Regions from separate parts of the Sus scrofa genome. Here regions 1 and 2 are each linked to region 3. Evidence: chromatin contacts called from public HiChIP or PLAC-seq data. All regions are on one chromosome and are shown on one strand. The core of a region is the stretch at or near the end of the contact, and the rest is flanking DNA. Distances in the headings are between cores, read along the strand shown. Region 1 has its middle 110 kb from the start of MBD2. Region 2 has its middle 96 kb from the start of MBD2. Region 3 overlaps POLI (DNA polymerase iota).

What was found. HiChIP or PLAC-seq counts read pairs in DNA pulled down with a chosen protein or histone mark.
Region 1: an H3K27ac HiChIP or PLAC-seq map of alveolar macrophages shows a contact between it and region 3. The contact joins two enhancer-like sites. A contact is called at or near these places in 2 of 47 Hi-C or Micro-C datasets (embryonic fibroblasts and skeletal muscle) and 1 of 2 datasets of contacts at active chromatin or transcription factors (alveolar macrophages).
Region 2: a contact with region 3 is called in an H3K27ac HiChIP or PLAC-seq map of alveolar macrophages. The contact joins two enhancer-like sites. A contact is called at or near these places in 1 of 47 Hi-C or Micro-C datasets (embryonic fibroblasts) and 1 of 2 datasets of contacts at active chromatin or transcription factors (alveolar macrophages).

Annotation. Positions count from the first base shown.
Region 1 is chr1:103,651,986-103,656,351 of Sscrofa11.1, forward strand. No RefSeq gene overlaps it. Among named protein-coding and RNA genes, the nearest start is that of MBD2, 110 kb to the right of the region's middle. Within about 2 kb of position 1,641, at least 5 of the 83 cell types and tissues checked have an H3K27ac peak or open chromatin away from gene starts, as enhancers often do. A contact at or near this core is called in alveolar macrophages, where this site is marked.
Region 2 is chr1:103,670,146-103,674,607 of Sscrofa11.1, forward strand. It overlaps the pseudogene LOC110260877. Among named protein-coding and RNA genes, the nearest start is that of MBD2, 96 kb to the right of the region's middle. Within about 2 kb of position 2,821, at least 14 of the 83 cell types and tissues checked have an H3K27ac peak or open chromatin away from gene starts, as enhancers often do. A contact at or near this core is called in alveolar macrophages, where this site is marked.
Region 3 is chr1:103,816,882-103,821,175 of Sscrofa11.1, forward strand. POLI (DNA polymerase iota) reads left to right here. Exons shown (of 10, transcript XM_021093321.1): 8 at 71-276; 9 at 2,106-2,234; 10 at 2,405-3,484. The coding sequence ends at 3,226. Among named protein-coding and RNA genes, the nearest start is that of POLI, 25 kb to the left of the region's middle. Within about 2 kb of position 2,835, at least 9 of the 83 cell types and tissues checked have an H3K27ac peak or open chromatin away from gene starts, as enhancers often do. A contact at or near this core is called in alveolar macrophages, where this site is marked.

The sequences.
Region 1 (4,366 bases), core at 391-2,890, 170 kb before region 3:
AACAGAGTAGAGTTCTTGTACTGACCTAAGAAGTGACTCAGCACACGAGCAGGGGTTAGCCACCGAATTAAACAATGGTCTCAGGTACAACTGTAGACTATTTCAGTGAAACAGCCATCATTTTCTCCCTCCTCTTCCTTGCCCTCCTCCTCCTTCCTTTTCTCCCCTCTCTTCCTCTTCCTGCTTCTTCTTGCCTTTCAGTGCTTCCAATGCTTCATGGTTATTAATATTCAAATGTAGTCACAATTTCTAAGTCAAACACTAATTTTTAACTTCTGATATTTTAGATTAACCATGCTACTGCTGCCTCTCTGCAAAGGGAGAACCTGTGGGTGTTTCACTTCAGTTTTATAGATGTTTTGCTCAAATGTCAAAATCCTGCTCCTCTCTAAAGGTATCGGTAATCATGCAGTTGACTTCTAAGTCTTTGATGCACTAGAGTGAAATACTACTACGTGCTAAGCACTGGATGCAGAAAGATGAGAAGAACAAAGTTCCTGCCCTCCAAAACTCCTAGGGAACACCTGCAAAAGCACAGATTGCACTATAGAAACCTCAGTACCATAATGGAGATCTAGACAATGGCCATGAGAACGCAGAGGAGTTGGTGGTCTGAGTCTTTGTGCCACAGTGTTTTGCCAGCTGTAGATAATATTTGGGAGTCTAAGAAACAATTCTATGCTGCTGTGGCTCAGTGTTCTGCAGGAATGTATCTGTTTTCCTTTTGCAGGATTTTACTGCCAGAGAGGATTAGAGACTCAAACCAAGCATAATACCACTGTTACTAGTCATCCGGCTAAAGGGCTATTTTTCTTGGACTCATCTTTAGGGTCTTCTCTGCTAAGTCAGTCTCAGTGAAGTCTCTGACTTCACAGGAATGTGAAGCCATAGATTTATATAAGTTGGTTTATGAATAAAAAGAAGTCATTCGAGATTGTAGACTTAGAGAAATTAGAATGAAATGTGAGAAGGAAATGAGAAGGGCAGTCAAGAGCTCTTTCAGAAATGTAGTAATAAAGTGCCCTCAGACTACTCTCTGGGCAACCGCGTCTCAACTTGTGTATTACATGCCATCTCAGAAATTGGACTGTGAATAAACATTTGAGTCAAATTCTATTTCAAATGTACCCCAGGGCAATTTAAAGAAATAATTTGGTAAATCTCCTTCTAAAGCAGAGTCTCTTTTACAATGTGAATAATAGCTTCCTCATTTTATGTCTTGTACGTTAGAGTTTTGTCAAGTTTACTTAAGGCAAGGCAAACTGTACCTTAGAGTTTATGTTAAAAAATAACAAAGAAGGAAATGGCAGCATACTGGCCAAGTTTACCTCCATGTGTATTCTAGTCATTCAGTTCATGAGCTCAGTTGTTCTAGTTTTGGATAACTTACAGTGGTGACTATAATCACTTACACTGGTTACTTACACCGTAAACCAAGACATAGGCAGAACAGAAAGAGAAAAGTGAGCTGCAGAAAACCCTAGCTGAGGAAGGAAGGAGGGAGGAAAAAAGGGAGGGAGGGAAAAAGAAAGAAAGGGAGGGAAAGAGGGAAGAAAAAGGGATTATATAAGCCATCACTTCTCAAGTTTTAATGCATACATGAATCACCTAGATTTGTTAAAACACAGTTTGTTTCAGGAGGCCTGGGGTAAGGAACAGAGGTTCTGCTTTCTAACAAGTCACTGGGTGATGCCAATGCTGCTGGTCCATGGATCACACTTTTAGTAGCAAGGATCTAAGCTGAGTCTCCAAAATAGATGGTTAGAAGCAGATCTTATACTATGCAGTTTATTCGCAACTTGAACATCCAGGCAAAATGACTTTGAGGCCTTCAAACTATAGCAGTGAGGAAAAAAGATCAAGAGAAAAAGGGAACTCACTGTGATAACATTTCCTGTTCCTCTTGGGTTTATTGTTATTATTTTTTTTTTTTTTCTCTATTGCACTCCCATCTCCACCTTCACTTTTGCTGGAGAGGGCTCTTTTTGGAGCAGGGAGTCAGCTATCATAACATTTTCAGTAGAGTCTTCGTAGTATTTCATCACAGCAATGAAAAGGGAGGGCATACTGGGGCTGGTCAAAGGTTTTGGCTTTGATCTCATGCAATATCATTTCACTGAGCTCTCTGCTCCCTCTTTCAACAAAATTAATGCACTGTCTTTTACTCTGGTTCTCTCCCTCTGTTGAGATGTTTCTGGAACAATAATGCAGGATATGTAAAGTTTCTCCTTTGAACTAAGGCAAAGGGAGTACATAAGCCCCAGAACACCTTTGGGCTCTAAGATGGTATCAATTTCGAAACTAACTATGAGACTATAGCTCTGTATTTTTAGAAACACATATTTACTGGAAAAATTGTAGGTATGCTATTGCACCAATTTTTAAAAGCCCTGGCCCAGATAAAATCTTATAAAGAACTTCCCTTTATTGAGCCTCAGGATAATTTCTGCACCTTGATTTTTCCAACAGCCAAAGAGAAATACTTAATTAGATGTACCCCTGTTGCCATCATAAGACTTCCATTTCTACGTGGTTTAGAGAATTCCCTAAAACCAGAAATCAGCCATCATATTCACCAGAATTTAACTTCCTATATAGTAGAAGTAAGTTAGCAAAAAGCATACAAAAAATCAAAATAGCTCCACTTAGAATCCAAAATATGGCACAAGGAGTTCCTATCGTGGCTCAGCGGAAATGAACCTGACTACCATCCATGAGGACACAGGTTTGATCCCTGGCCTCGCTCAGTAGGTTAAGGATCTAGCATTGCCATGAGCTGTGGTGTAGGTCACAGATGAGGCTCAGATCCAGCATTGCTGTGGCTGTGGTTTAGGCAGGCAGCTGTAGCTCCAGTTCGACCCCTAGCCTGGGAACCACCATATGCCACAAGTGCAGCTCTAAAAAGACAAAAAAAAAAAAAAGACTAAAATAAAATTAAATAAAATATGGCACAAATGAACCTATCTACAAAATAGAAAGAGATTCATGGACATAGAGAACAGACTTGTGGTTGCCAGGTGGGGGGCAGTAGGGGTGGGGAGGAAGGGGGATGGCAAAGAGTTTGGAATTAGTAGATGTAAACTATTATATTTAGAATGGATACTCCATGAGGTCCTACTGTACAGCACAGGGAAATGTACTCAATCTCTTGGGATACAACATGATGGAAGATAGTATGAGAAAAAGAATGTATACATATATATGTATGATTGGCTCACTATGTTGTACAGCAGAAATTGACACACTGTAAACCAACTATAGTCTAATAAAAATAAAATAAAAAATAAACATAACCAAAACAACAACAAATAGCCCCACTTACAAATTGCAGCAGAAAAAAACTGAAGCAGAAATAAATCAGTGTATCAGAATTGTTTCAAATATGTATTAGGCAAAAGTGGGATATGACAGCAGAAATTCTTGCAAAATTGCATGCCAGGCCAATTACTTCTACATTTATTTCTTCTTAAAATCTCTTATGTGATGTGTGTTTTAGGCATCAAAGGAAATCTGAGGTACCACAAAACAATTTCTATTGCTAAATACCCTTTCCAGGTCCATAAAACCACTATAAGTGAAAGTAACAGTAAAACAACCCTAAGAATATACACAGTCACTTAGGATAGATATCAATGTTATACATGCTAATACATCCTGTACAAGTTTGTAAACATTAAAGGTATACAGAGAAAGATACATGAACATAATTTTTATATTACATTTTTTATTAACCTGGTCTTCTTTATTGCAAACATAACCTGGGTGTTTCAATAGCTATGACATATCTGCCCTCTGGTGGAAAGCTGGGTTTAGCTTTTCAGGCACTGCTGTTCAGGATCCTGTAACAGAAATTTGCCTGCAACTAGAGGAACATCTTTACTGAACTAGCAGAAAAGTATGATTCCATCCTGACCTGATGTTAAAGACACATCTGGGTTAGAAGCCCATAAAACACAGTATTCTAGTTTTGTGTTTTAAAGTCCATAAAGATTTTTTTTTCTTTTTATGGTCACACCTGCAGCATATGGAAGTTCGCAGGCTAGGAGTTGAATCTGAACTGCAACTGAGGCCTACATCATAGCCACAGCAACACTGGATCAAGCCACATCTTCAACCTATGCTACAGCTTATGGCCACACCAGACCATTATTAACACACTGAGCAAGGCCAGGGATCGAACCCACATCCTCACAGAAACAATATTGGGTCCTTAACCCACTGAGCCACAACAGGAACTCCAAGATGGTATGTTTTGTAACTATCCAGTTTTCTAAGTCTATTTGCTGTTGAAGACTCCTTATGGTGAACAACAATTACTGGGTACTTAGGTCATTTAGCATTATCACTTATGCTGAGAATATTTTTT
Region 2 (4,462 bases), core at 1,571-4,070, 150 kb before region 3:
CCTGAATAATACTTCAGCTTTGGCCATAATTAAGGGTAATGGCAAGGCGTGACTGCAGGAGGGGAGGGTATGACTGTTAACACCAATGGTTCTAGGAAAATAATAGCCCAATGTTGTGAGCCAACCCTGGTTGTTTTGTTTTCACTCTTAGAGCAAGTGCTGAAATGAAGCCCTGCCTGCTCTGGTGATGACTGATGAGAAGGAAGAGGGGAGAACAGGTAAGGAAGGAAGAGCATCCCCATCATGTAAACACTTCTCTTCCATCCATCCTGGGCAAGAATAACCTACCAGCTCCACAAAAGACTCAGGACAGAATTCAGAGAGAGAATGGTAGATGGAACCTCAAGAGTTCTTTTAGAAACTCAGCACTGACTTTTTTTTATAATTTTTTTACTGTTATTTCCCCAATACAATTTTTTTTCTACTGTACAGCATGGTGACCCAGTTACACATACGTGTACACATTCTTTTTTCTCCCATTATCATGCTCCATCATAAGTGACCAGACATAGTTCTCAGTGCTACACAGCAGGATCTCATTGCTAATCCATTCCAAAAGCAATAGTTTGCATCTATTAACCCCAAGCTCTCAATCCATCCCACTCCCTCCCCTCCCCCTTGGCAACCACAAGTCTATTCTCCAAGTCCAGGATTTTCTTTTCTGTGGAAAGTTTCATTTGTGCCCAATATTAGATTTCAGATATAAGTGATATCATATGGTATTTGTCTTTCTCTTTCTGACTTACTTCACTCAGGATGAGAGTCTCTAGTTCCATCCATGTTGCTAGCACTGACTTTTTGATGCCTTTTCCCAGAGCCCATTTCATTGTAAGTATTTCCTAGACATTGATGCATGAGCTGGTAATGCTCAGCTTAAATTTTCTTGAATAAAAAAAATTCAAGAACTAGCTTGCATTGATTTTGTATATTATTTTCAGAAAGAATTTAGCATTCAGGAAATAAACTGATGACTTGTTCCCAAGAGAACAGAAAGTTTCCCATTTACCCTGCCTGGGTCATTACCTCGGTTTGGCCCATCTGAACCTGAGCTGTCTCGACAGCCAGTAAAAAATGAAGGTAATGAGGCTGCCTCTCTGACCAAAGGCTAGAAAAAGTGAAGCATTAAATAAACAAAGTGTGCCATTTGAGCGAAGATGCAAAATGCTGAAGAAGCAATATTTTCTAAAATATCTCAGTATGGCTTCTTTCAACATAGGGCTATTGCCTCTACTTTCTTTCAGATTTTGACACAGCCTTTTTCTTTACTTTTTTCTTTATCACTCCCTGTTACAAACATATTTATTTCTAATTCAAGTCACATTTTCTCATCCCCAAGTCTGCTCAGCTCCACTCACATCTCTTCACTTCTCATTCATTTGAGGTCATGCCATTTCCTACAGTTCTGGGGTTTTGACAGGAATGTTGCCAAAAAGGTTGTTCTCTCACTTTAACATAATCCATTTTCTCTAGAACTGGGAGCCCCTCATGCTGTTCCTTCTGTAAATATACGGACCTCATCCACAGAGACAGAATGCAGAGGTGAAGATTGTGTCCTGCATGGACTTTGGCACCAGGTGGGTGGCCTTGATAAAGGTCCTTTAAGACTCAATTTCCTCCTTTTCTGGTAAGCGGCCTGAGGTGACCTCTATTCACTTGACCTAGAAAACCCTACACAATCATGCCAGTCAAGAAGTTCAAATCTTCGTGTTCACGTTAAGAACACTCGTGAAACTGCCCAGGCCATTAAGGGTATGCATATCCAAAAAGCCAGCAAGTATCTTAAGGATGTCACTTTACAGAAGCAATGTGTGCCATTCAGTCATTACAGTGGTGGAGTTGGTAGGTGTGCCCAGGTCAAACCTTGGGGCTGGATCCAGGGTCACTGGCCCCAAAAAAGTGCTGAATTTTTATTGCACATGCTCAAAAATGTAGAGTAATTCTGAATTTAAGGGCTTAGATATAGATTCTCTGGTCATTGAGCACATCCAGGTGAACAAAGCCCCCAAGATGCAGCTCAGGACTTACAGCGCTCATGATCAGATAAACCCTTACATGTGTTCTCCCTGCCACATTGAGATGATCCTTACTGAAAAAGAGCAGTTTGTTTCTAAGCCAGAAGAAGAGGTTGCACAGAAGAAAAAGATAGCCCAGAAGAAACAAAAACTTATGGGTCAGGAATAAATTGTGCGGAAAAAATAAACGCAAAGAAAATTTAAAAGAAGACTCAGTTTCCTCTTTTGCAATATGGGGATAGTAACATCTCTCATGCAGGGGGATTGTGAATCTGAAATGGGGGTATGTGTATGTCTGCCATTATTCAATGCTTTATCATGAACTATTTTCTGGGAGTTCTCCAACTCAGTAAGAACTGACAAGCCTTTTCCTTAGAAATAAAATTGCATTGTAATAGGAACCAAAAGAATGCTTCTCCTGAAGTGTTTGATCTGGGTTACTTGCCTCTGTGCTAGTAGAACCTTGTGGAAGAAGGCCTAGTCATTGCAAAAACCCTTTCCCTTCCTTATGTGGCAACTTTTTTTTTTTCTTTTCAGGGCGGCACCTGCGGCACATGGAGGTTCCCAAACCAGGGGTCTAATTGGAGCTACAGCTGCCAGCTTACACCACAGTTACAGCAATACCAGATCTGAGCCAGGTCGGCGACCTACACCACAGCTCATAGCAACGCCAGATCCTTAACCCACTAAGCAAAGCTAGGGATCAAACCCATAACCTCATGTTTCCTAGTCAGATTCGTTTCCACTGCGCCACAACAGGAACTTGCCTTATGTGGCAACTTAATGTGATCACAAGGGCAACTCTGGGTTTCCAGCCCATGTAACTTCACACCTTCTCATTTGTATCTTCACATGCAGTTCTAAACATGGTTAGATCCTTTGAAAGTGTATCACTGGGTCAAACTGACGGGGATTTACTAAGTTTACTAATTCAGCCTGCCAGTTTTCTATTACTTAACACCATCACAGAGGGTGAAGTCAGAAGTCAGTAATTTTCTTCAGAAATTAACAAAAACTGCCACCAAAACCATCTGACAAAACAAAGAAACAAGTTGGTCACCAAGGAAGGAAGGAAACTAAAAGTGAAACTTACAATGAGGAAGATGCTACTGTAACATAAGTTTCACATTTGACAATGGCTGGCCACAATCCATTTGGAAAGTCTGACCCTTCCCAGAGCCTCAGAAGGGTCTCGCACTTATAGATGACAAAGGAACACACCCCCTTCCAGCCAGATCAACTGGAGCTACCCTCTGGATCAGCACTATAGGAGGTGTTGCAGCCAAAAAACCCTCCTGTCCACATCTGTTTAATATTAGGGCAGCCAAAGAAATTCTGATCACTAAGGATGAAAGTAGCTAAGACAAGAAAAATGTCACTCAAAATATTTGATAGGGAATTGTACTGATGAAAGTTAGAATTCAGTTATGATTTCAGAATGTCATTAGGTTATACAATAAGTGTTTTGTTTTGTTTTTTTTTTTCTTTTCCTCTTGAGTCTCACAAAGACTGTGATTACCTAGCAAACAGCAGTCCCATATTGGATTAGGTCAGAGGACAAAGATGATGTCTAACTCATGTGTTGTATTTGGAGAGTATTTGGTATTTTCATTATTGTATCTAGCATAATCCTAAGCTTACATTAAGGTGCAACTCTCTGAAACAAAAACCGTAATGATTAAAAACAGAGCAATTGTCTCATACTTTTACTTGACGTTCCTTGAATTCAGAACTTCACTATGTGTAGAATATGAGGCTATTCTTTTGTTTGGTCCTCTCAACAACAAGATGTGTTAAGATTATCACGTTTTGATACTAAAACAGAGAGGAGTGATGTCCTTCCACAGATTCATGGATAACTATGAATAAACAAATGTTCATAGCAATGAAAGAATGAACTTTCAATACATGACTTATTCTCAAATGCATTATGCTAAATGAAAAAAGCTAGTCCTATAATGCTACTCTATTCACATGACACTCTGGAAAAGGCGAACTGTTGAGCTAGAGAACAGATCAGTGGTTGACAAGGGTTTGGGCTTAGAAAGTGGTTAACACCACACACACAAAAGAATAGTGAACAGTTCGAAGCAGGTATTGTGGTTGACTTACAACAGCCATAGCACTCCCATATGATTAATTTGGAAGGGTGATGATGATAGAACATTTCTATACTAACTAGAGTGGTGGACATATGACTGTTTTTATCAGTACTCACTGGCCTGTACATCGAAAAGACTGAATTTTAGTGAATATAATTTTAAAACTAAATATTTTATTTGCTTTTTTCTATTTTTTATTACTCAATGAATTTATTACATTTATAATTGTACAATGATCATCACAATCCAATTTTATAGGAAAATGGGATGATATATACTCCTCTAGGCTTGCAAGAGCACTTCAGAATCCTAAACCCATCCGCCCATCCACCCACTGCCATTCATGTC
Region 3 (4,294 bases), core at 1,585-4,084:
ATAAATTAGACTAAGATCTTAATTATGATATAATGCATTTAGATATTGTCATCTTAAACATTTTATTTAGGAAATTATGATGCGATGACCCCAATGGTTGATATACTTATGAAACTCTTTCGAAATATGGTGAATGTGAAGATGCCATTTCATCTTACCCTTTTAAGTGTGTGCTTCTGCAACCTTAAAGCACCGAATACTGCTAAAAAAGGGACTATTGATTATTATTTAACACCATCATTATCAACAACTTCATGCTCTGGCAAACGCAGTTTTGTAAGTACAGTGTTCCTGGAATTATATTGTTAAATTACAAATAAAATTTTATGTTATAATTTAGTGATTCTTTTGGGTGATATGATTCGAATGACTTCATATTAAGGTTACTAGCTTTGTATATTAATATATGCTGTGGATATAAGAAGAAAACATAAGCATCACTGGATAAAAGAGAAAACTTTATGAGGTTCTATGTTTTGAAAGTGTTAAAATATCCTATAGTAGTCCATAGGAATATAATGATTAGCTCATATGAAAATATCTTCAAGTACTGGAAATCAAATCTTGTTGTCATGTTAATTTATACATAAGCTACCAGCAATCTCCCCCACCCATGTTTTTAATTCAAACATATTTTCTTGGTTTTGAAATTATATTGAATTCTGATAGCAATATTAATATAATATGACTGCTCATTTTATACTTGTAGAAATTAAGTGTGACATTAGAGAGGCAGAAGCCAGTCATATTTTCAAATGACTGCAACAAAATACTATGTATATACAGCCATTTGGGAAACTTTTGTTTATTTATTTATTTTATCTTTAAGGGCTGCACCTGTGGCATATGGAGGTTCCCAGGCTAGGGGTCGAATCAGAGCTACAGCTGCTGGCCTACACCACAGCAGCAGCGACACAGGATATGAGCTGCATCTGCAACCTACTCCACAGCTCACGGCAATGCCAGATCCTTAACCCACTGCGCGAGGCCAGGGATCGAACCTGCATCCTCATGGATGCTAGTTAGGTTCACTAACTGTAGAGCCACAATGGGAACTCCAAGCTTTTGTTTATTTAATATGTGGGATACTTTAAAAAATAATCATCCTTTATTAAATTTCTTATGCCTACAATTAATCCTTAATTTAAAATATTTTTATTATTTTAAAAATTTCTATTGTTTAACCAGTCAGTATAATTTTAGTAATACTTTTATTTATATTTAAGCTTATAATGAGAACAGTGTTATAGAAATAATAAATTAGTGCCCACATCAAATTACTTCTTTTCAGTCATCCTTTTTATTCTATTCATTAACTGAAATTTTAAAAAATGTTTACTTTTTAATCTGTAGAATGAGAATTAAAGGTCTTTAATTCACCTTAATATTAGAGAGGTAAATGTAAGTGAAAGTACCTTGTACATGTCTGGCACACAGAAGGTACTCAGTAAATACAGAGGCCCAAATCTCTTTCTGTCTTTGTTTTTTTTTGAAGTTATTTTTCTGTTGTTTCCTGAGTTATTTTTGATTGTGCATACATTTTGATGGTGCTAAAACTAAAGGGAAATTTTAAGTGAAAAAATTATGCAAATTTAAAATGGAAGGTGTTTTAAAGTTTTTATTTCATGTAAATATAATAGTATTACTTTTTTTTTTTTTTTTTTTTTTTTTTGTCTTTTTAAGGCTACACCTGCGGCATGTGGAAGTTCCCATGCTAAGAATTGAATTAGCTGTAGCAACTGGCGTACACCACAGCTATTAGCAATGTTAAATCTGAGCTGAATCTGCGACCTACATTGCAGCTTGCCACAACACAAGATCCTTAACCCACTGAGTGAGGCCAGGGTTCAAACCCATCTTATCATGGATATTAGTTGGGTTCTTAACCTCTTGAGCCAAAGTGGGAGCTCCCAGAAGAGTATTACATCTTAATAATGTTATTGAATTTTTACCATGGAAGTATTTTTTTCTTTCTGTTAAATGTTACACTTCAAAACAGGGAATTTTAGAAAACTAGCCCTTGAAGCCATCTGTGCATATACATACATTTTAGATATTCTTGGTGAATCAATTACCTTTCTAGGCCACTATTCTTTTATTCACAGAATTGGAAGTTTGAGTACATAATTGTTAAGATCCTTTCCAAGTCTCCAATACTTGCCTACTTTCTGGCTCAGTGCTATCTAAGAAGGAAGCCTCTTCCTGGAATAGTGAGTAAAGATCCACAAAACAGTGTGAGTAATTGTGGTGGATTAATCATTTCTAGTTGTTTGGAACTGGCCAAAAGGATTCAGGTTATGGAGCAGGATAGAGACATGTGAGTCACCTCATAGTCACATTTCAGCAGCATGAATATTTAAAAGGTATCAGATATCTAAATTATTCTGTTATCCTTATGTTCTAGAAAATGAAAGACACTCATATGGAGGATTTTTCCAAAGACAAAGAAACAAACAGGGATTTTCTACCAACTGGAAGAATTGAAAGTACAAGAACTGGGAAGTTGCCACCAGATCCTACACATTTCTCTAAAGCGGAAGACAATAATGAATGTCCACTCTCCTCGCTTCCTGAGGGTATTGACCAAGAAGTCTTCAAGCAGTTGCCAGTAGATATTCAAGAGGAAATCCTTTCTGGAAAATCTAGAGAAAAAGTTCAAGGGAAAGGAAGTTTGAGTTGTCCATTACATGCTTCTAAAGGAGTATTATCTTTCTTTTCTACGAAACAAATGCAGCATGGTTCCTTAAATCCTAAAGATCATTTATCCAAGAGCAAACAGATATCCTCTGTGTCTCCCTGTGAACCAGGAACATCAGGCTTAAATAGCAGTAGTTCCTCTTACTCATCTAGCCAGAAGGATTATTCACATTATTTAGACAGCAGCTTAAAAGATGAACGCATGAGTCAAGGACCCAAAGAATCTCAAGGATTCTACTTTTCAAATACAAACCCTGCTGTATCTATTTTCCATTCATTTCCAAATTTGCAGAATGAGCAACTTTACTCCAAAAATTGTTCTAGAGATAGCCATGAGCAACCAGTGGCAACAGTCTCTCATCATGAAGGACTTACAGAAAATAGAGAGCAAGATTCTCTTGATGAGAAATTTGCTTTTCCTTCTGACATTGATCCTGAAGTTTTCTATGAACTACCAGAAGAGGTACAAAAAGAACTGCTGGCTGATTGGAAGAGAGCAGGATCAGATTTCCATACTGCACATAAATAAGCATGTTCTGAAAAAAGGGAAACACCGTTTTTCTCAGATGATCAGTTTATTAAGCTCTTCTGAATTAAATACTAATGGATACTTTCAATAATGTAGAAATACAACAGAAGATGTTCTAGATAAAGCAAGCATAGTTGTGGGAAGTAAATTCTGGCACAAAGCATAGAAATTTTCATAACAAATAATGTAAAATATTACCTTCCTCTTGTTTCTAAAGCTGTTTTGTATTGCTTTTCAATAAAAAAAAATCATGGTCAGCATGAGTACATTTTACATACATTGTGGAAACATTGGAGGGAAGATATATATGCCTGTGTATAAAAACAGAATAGCCAAATCACTGCTATGCTCTAGCAAAGAATGGGTTTTTTTAAGGAATTATTCAAGAAATGCACCCCATTAGGAAATAGCTATAAGAAATTATATTGCCAGCTAATCTACTAAGAATGTATTTGTTTTTGACTAAAGTACTGTGTACCATTTGATAAGTTGATTTTTTTAAAAGCCAAAGCAATTTATATTCATTCAATTAATGCTTCTTACTATACTTAGAAGCTACACAAAGGGAGCTCAATAAACATTGAATGAATGAATTGTGTGGCAGAGGCCCAGTGGGGAGTTGGACAGAGGAGTGTATGTGTTGTAAAGAACCAGAAGGAACTCTCCATATAGGCTTGTTAAAGAAAGGATGACACCAGAAATTCAAAGTCTTTAAGAATGTCAGATAATGGAAGAAGTCCATTTTCTTTGGCCAGTCTTCAGGGTATAAAAGCAATGGATTAGGAGTTGCCGTCGTGGCGCAGTGGTTAACGAATCCAACTAGGAACCATGAGGTTGCGGGTTCGATCCCTGCCCTTGCCCAGTGGGTTAACAATCCGGCGTTGCCATGAGCTGTGGTGTAGGTTGCAGACGCAGCTTGGATCCTGCGTTGCTGTGTCTCTGGCGTAGGCTGGCAGCTACAGCTCCAATTAGACCTCTAGCCTGGGAACCTCCATAGGCCACGGGAGCGGCCCAAGTAATGGCAAAAAGACAAAAAAACAAAACAAACAAAAAAAACAATGGATTAGA